2 separate regions of the Zea mays genome follow, and region 1 is linked to region 2. Evidence: chromatin contacts called from public Hi-C data. All regions are on one chromosome and are shown on one strand. Each heading gives the region's core, a stretch centred on a gene start, on an enhancer-like site or on the middle of the called end of the contact. The rest is flanking DNA. Distances are from core to core; before and after follow the strand shown. Region 1 has its middle 20 kb from the start of LOC100194374. Region 2 holds the start of LOC100383476.

The links. Hi-C and Micro-C count contacts between places; a contact is called where the count stands out from the background.
Region 1: a Hi-C map of ear shows a contact between it and region 2, with 2.8 times the contacts expected there. The contact joins the enhancer-like site here to the promoter of LOC100383476 in region 2. A contact is called at or near these places in 3 of 25 Hi-C or Micro-C datasets (ear, endosperm and leaf).

Annotation. Positions count from the first base shown.
Region 1 is chr7:27,113,814-27,116,545 of Zm-B73-REFERENCE-NAM-5.0, forward strand. No RefSeq gene overlaps it. Among protein-coding and RNA genes, the nearest start is that of LOC100194374, 20 kb to the right of the region's middle. Within about 2 kb of position 1,303, at least 12 of the 20 cell types and tissues checked have an H3K27ac peak or open chromatin away from gene starts, as enhancers often do. A contact at or near this core is called in ear and endosperm, where this site is marked.
Region 2 is chr7:26,745,466-26,748,623 of Zm-B73-REFERENCE-NAM-5.0, forward strand. LOC100383476 reads left to right here and starts at 1,488. Exons shown (of 5, transcript NM_001176124.1): 1 at 1,488-1,994. The coding sequence starts at 1,611.

The DNA of each region.
Region 1 (2,732 bases), core at 53-2,552, 370 kb after region 2:
GCTTCCTTTCTTTTTTTCTTTTTCCTGTTTTCTTATTGCTTTTGTTTTAATTCAATTATTTTCATCTAATATAGGATAATTTGACTAGGGCCTCCTTCTTAATTAATCCTTATTAGAGAACACTTTTGCTTATATTTTGAAAGGAGTTTGCCTAATCTTCAAAACTCATTTTTGAGGTGTTTACATTTACTATTCTGGAGGGGTTAATCAAGCAAAAAAATGTTTAGGACGTTATTTTAACAACATCAATAGGTGGAGGGAGTAATATGGACTTTTTCCTTTTAGGAATGCAAACAGACACCTTATGGTATAAAAAATACTCTAGTATTCCTATAAACCATGGCATTGCCTAAAACTATAAACTTCCAAATACGCCCTGATATGTTGTTACATGGCCTTAAGGTGGAGCCAATCCTATAGTTCCATTAACCAAAATGTGATATGGTTGTTGCGACCAGGGTTCACAATTTCGTTTAGAATGATCAGAATTTCATTTTGTTGACCAAAATTTGACTTTTGTATTTTTATATTTTGAATCAAATTCCATTTGAAACCAGATCAAAATTCATTTTTCGGTTAGTAACGAAAACGAAAAAATGCTGAAATCAGGTGATCTCGGAACGAGAAAGTGAACCCTGGTTGCAACCCATTAAGGGCCCGTTCGGTTGACGGGGAATAGAAGGTCGGAACTGTTCCGGCCCGGATTGCTTCTCTAATTTGTATAAGTTTTGATTAACAGGAATAATTCTTGGTGTAATCCTGCAGAAACGAATGGGCCCTAACCCGGATGTGATAGGGTTGTCTTGTTGAAATACCCCGCTCGAACGGAAGAAAACACGCTTGACAAGACATATCGAGAGCCACTGTTTCTAGTTTGTCTTGTTGTTTGGTTCTTCCACTCACATGTCAAAACCCAACGATGGCTTGATTGTTAATGTTGTTTCTATATTGATAATTAAACAAATAAAAATATTATGGTATACTCATTCAGGATACATAAATTCATGTTACTTTAAATAGTGAAAAATTATATAGTAAGATTAGGGTGTTACACCTTGCTGATGTGGGTGAGCCAATGTAGCTCCCCAGCAGTAGTAAGGGACCCTTGCCAGCACGAACACCCAGACAAATTTGTCAAAAAAAACCAAACGTCTGTTGCTACTCGATTTCTAGCCAAGCAAGGCAAGGCGAGGTCTGGCATTAGAATCAAAAGTGACCAGCTCTCATTGTGATAGCCTCAAAGCTTGAATGCCCTCGAATATGGGCCCGCCACGACCAGGACTGAGTACACTTTTCGAAAGCCTTCTCCGTGCACGGTGCACGACACCATATCTAGATGAGGAGGGCATCGGCCCACACCTCACACATCTATGTTGACTTCAGCCCGCCATGTTGACGTAAGAGTGTAAGAGTGTGTTTAGTTAGCGGGTTGATGCGGATTGAAACGGGTTCAACCCATAACAACCTGCGTTTGGTTTAAAAGGCTCGCGGGTTAGATTGGTTCTGGGTCGAAATACTTCTTAAAAATATGGGTTCTAAAGATTTCTCAAAAACAAGCGAACCATTTCGACCCACTTTCTCTCCACCCTCCCATCACTCATGCCTTATCCACTCGAGACCAGCACAGGGGCGTGCCGCCACTACCAGCCTACTGGGACGAGGGACCCCGCCAGCCTACCCTCCAACGTTAATCCCCCGCTTGCCTCCCGTCGTTAGTTCCCCACTGGCCTGCCCTCCAGTGTGCTGGCCTCTATCAGCGTCGTCAGACTCCCCCACCGGCTTGTTGCGCCTCCCATCGTCAGTCCCTCGCTGGCCTGCCCTCCGATGCCGGCGTGTTCTCCAGTAGGCACAACCCGCGAGCCTTGCTAGTGCTGTCGTCGAACAGGTAAAGGTCAGTGCTCGTCATCGTCTAGACAAGTCCGCTAGTAATGGCAAATGTTACATCATTGAAATGCATCTTGATGTTGTTGGGATGTTCCTTTAATTATGTCTGAAATGTAACAGTGAGACCTCATCACTAAAAAATTATGACTTGGTTAATAATGGCTTTAATTTATGTATATCTTGTGCTTATGGATTTTTCAAATATTAAAATAGTGTCGGTTTATTTATTTTGAATGTTGTTATCTTATTGAATTAAAGATATAATTCTGAGTGTGGTAATATGACCAGAAAGTTGACCATATTCAGTTCATCCCTCATCACGAAACAAACAAGAGATGGTGCAGCTCCAACCCACTTTAACCATGTAATCAAACAAGAAACTAGGTTCAATCTGCCACTGAAACCAAACAAGGAACGGGTCCGACCCGACCCAGAAAAATGGTTCAGCTCCGACCCGACCCACGTTGTTCCGAAACCAAACACACCCTAAGAGACACATGTGGCTTGGGTTAACAATGCGACAGCCCACATAACATGGATTATACATGTTCATGGTCTATATCCCTATCAACATATGTTGCATTGAGATCTCGGACCACAAAAAGAAACAAGCACTAGGTTAACCTCTTGTATCTCTAACCCAGATATATGCTTTCCCTGTTATCATATCAAGTATTATGGACATGTTTGGTTTCCTACGGAAGACACCATATTCCGTCTAAGCTTAGTCGCTCGAATTGAAGAACTAAAGGGTTGTTTGGTTCGCTGCCTAACTTGTCACAATTTGCCTAACTTTTCTATCTAATGTTAGTTCTTCAATTAGAACGACTAACCTTAGGCACAGTGTG
Region 2 (3,158 bases), core at 238-2,737:
AGGAGTATTCCCCAACAATCTCTCTTCGACTCTACGTCGATTAGAGGAACACCGGTCGGCCTGCCAACCCGAAGCAACGCCTTGGAACTATCCTCTTCGATGGGATCTCTCTCGAGGCGAGTTCCAGGATTCTTCACAAAGAGGAAGATCCTCTGCGCTATTGCGGACCATCCGAAAGCGTGCAGAGGAGAACCATCTAGAGCTTGGAGAAGGAGACGTCGACAACGCGCAAGACCCCTGCCTGGAACGCCCAAACTTCATAGACATTTGTATATATTATTATTAATTTATCCGTTTTGTATATATGAATATATATATATAATTATAATTATTGAATATATATATATATATATTATTGTACATATCCATTTTAATGTAAGTAAACATATAATAAAATCTGGGTTCGATATTTTAGTAGTGGTTCTAGCAAAGAACCAGTACTAAAAAGAAACATTTAGTACCGTTTCATGCAACAAACCGGTATTAAAGATGTAAGTTTTAATACCTGTTTATGCCGAGAACCAGTACTAAAGTCTCATCTTTAGTATCGATTCATACAACCGAGATTAAATATGAGGCGTTCAGGATATATTTGTTTGTGTTATAATCTAGCCAGATTATATAATCTAACTTATTTTAAACTAACATTTAACTTAAAATAAGTTAGATTATATAAGCTGAGTAGATTGTAATCTCAAACAAACACCCCATAGTCCCAGATGCTAAGTATCGGTTGGAAATATGGTAATGTAGTGTGTGTTCGAATCTCCCGTATAGTGGTAATAGTTCAACGCAAATCAATAAATATTGATAACATTGATTATTATGCATTAGGCACGGGTACATATAGAGAATGTGATAAGTAAATTATGATAATATGGGTTTGATCGTGGACAAATCCAGATTTTTTTTCTCCTAACCATGCCGACACGTATATATGTTAGGAATGAAATTGAAATCAGACATCCAAACTAGAAATCTACTGCCATAGAGTAGTGGCATGCATCACTTGTTTACCTGTAGATACCCTCGTGATCTCTGTTCATTAAATCCGTACTCAAGTTGAGGTGATGTCCCTCTCTAACGCCATGTAATTGGGCACAGGTATCTAGCCTAGGTTGTTAAGCGCCACTTTGTTAGATGACCGTAAACAAATGTAGTAGAAATCACAATTCACAAGGATACGTATGGATTTGAAACAAGAAGTTACGTCTAGATGAGAAATACGAAAAAAAGGGTTGTTGGAAGGATGCCAAGAACAGCTATATATGACTTGTCTTTTCATGATTCCGTCACGTACGTCCAAAGTAATGTCGTCAAGAAGCGCTTAGATAACGACACAGGCTAGTTGGCCGGCGGCCGCGCTAACGCTAACGCCAAGGCTAATCCCGAACCCGAAATGGCAGGTAGCTCTGCTCGATGACTCGGCCCCTCTCGAAAGCCACGAAAATCGCTGGGCCGTTCGATTCACTCACCTCACTCCACCTCTTGACTGAAGAAGCCGTCTGCCTGCCTCCGACTCCCGCGTCTCTCCTCCAAGTGATCTCCTTCCACCTTTGCCGATCGCCCGTTGCCACCGGCCGGGCGATCCTCGTACTTCCACTTCCACCATGGCCTCCTCCTCCTCTTCCTCCTCCTCCTCCTCCTCCTCCTCCTCCTCCTCCCGCTTCCTCCTCCCGCTGCTACTGCTCTGTTCGCACCTCTCCCTCGCCTCGGCAGAGGAGGCGGCGTCGGCGGCAGCGGACCTCCTCAGCGAGGCGCGCGCGCCGGGGTTCGCCGCGTGGCTGCGCGGCGTGCGGCGGCGCATCCACCAGCGCCCCGAGCTGGCCTTCCAGGAGTTCCGCACCAGCGAGCTCGTGCGGGCCGAGCTCGACGCGATCGGCGTCCCGTACCGGTGGCCCGTCGCCCAGACCGGCGTCGTGGCCACCATCGCGGGCGCCGCCGCCGGCCCCGTCGTCGCGCTCCGGGCCGACATGGACGCGCTCCCCGTGCAGGTCCGTGCCCGCCTCCTGTCCCCCGCCGCAGGCCTTTCAGCGGTCTAAACTGCCACGGTTCTGTCTGTTTTTCTTTTTTTTTTCGAGTGTTCAATCATTTGCTTTTTGTCTCCTACTCCGTCCCTCCAAAATAAATCAAATTTTATAGATATCCTTGGTCAAACTATTTTAAACTTAATTAAATTTATATACAAACCAGAAGATATATGATACGAATTAATATTACATACAACAACTCTTTCTATAATATACTATTAATATTTTTTGTCGTCGGTTGTTTATTTTTGAACTAAACTGCGATAAATAAAAAAACGAATGGAGTATTAGTTTAGAACGAGGCTACTACTAGTAATGCTTGGTAAATATAATTGTGTTATCACCCAGTTCGGGCCATTCCTTTGAACACTAGTACCTCCATTATTATTTTTCCACGTGAGGACAATAGTACCTCCATTTTGTTTTTTATATATACCAGGCTTGTACGCCAAATCTTGTAATAACAAACTTTTCCACATGACAACAATCTTGTTATACATACGCTACATGCTTACATCACCGAAAGTATTTTCTTATTGTTGTGATGTTACTCGTATATAATCGTAATAGTGCTTCACGGAATTTGCTAGTAAAAAATGAGTTCAGAGGCCAGTTAAATCAAACCACGCTTTCTCTATTTTTTCAAATAAATGGAGCATATTGATTTAGGACCCAACTCGCAGCTGGAAGATACTTTAAGTTTATAGTAAACGCAAGAGTTTTTTTTTAAAAAAAAAACACTTGCCAAGTTACTGATTGTACCAATTGGGAAAATTGAGTACGGAGCTAACTTTTTTTTTTTACCTTTTTAATAATTTATAATATTTGGTTGCTAAAAATCAATTCCGCCACTCAACCTCCTGCTGCACTTGACTTCAACTGTTCCTCCCATTCAATTCCCTATTTTCTATTTTTTTACGCTACTTCCCCTATATATATACACTGTGTCTCATATACAACTTCTCCTATATAATATTCCATCCGTTTATAAATATATGATATCGTTTACTTTTTTAAAAACTTTGACTACTCGTCTTATTCAAAAAAAATAATGAGTGGTTATTTTTTTTGTGATTTGTTTTATCACTTAAGGTAGTTTGTGCTTGATTTAAAATTTTATATTTATGA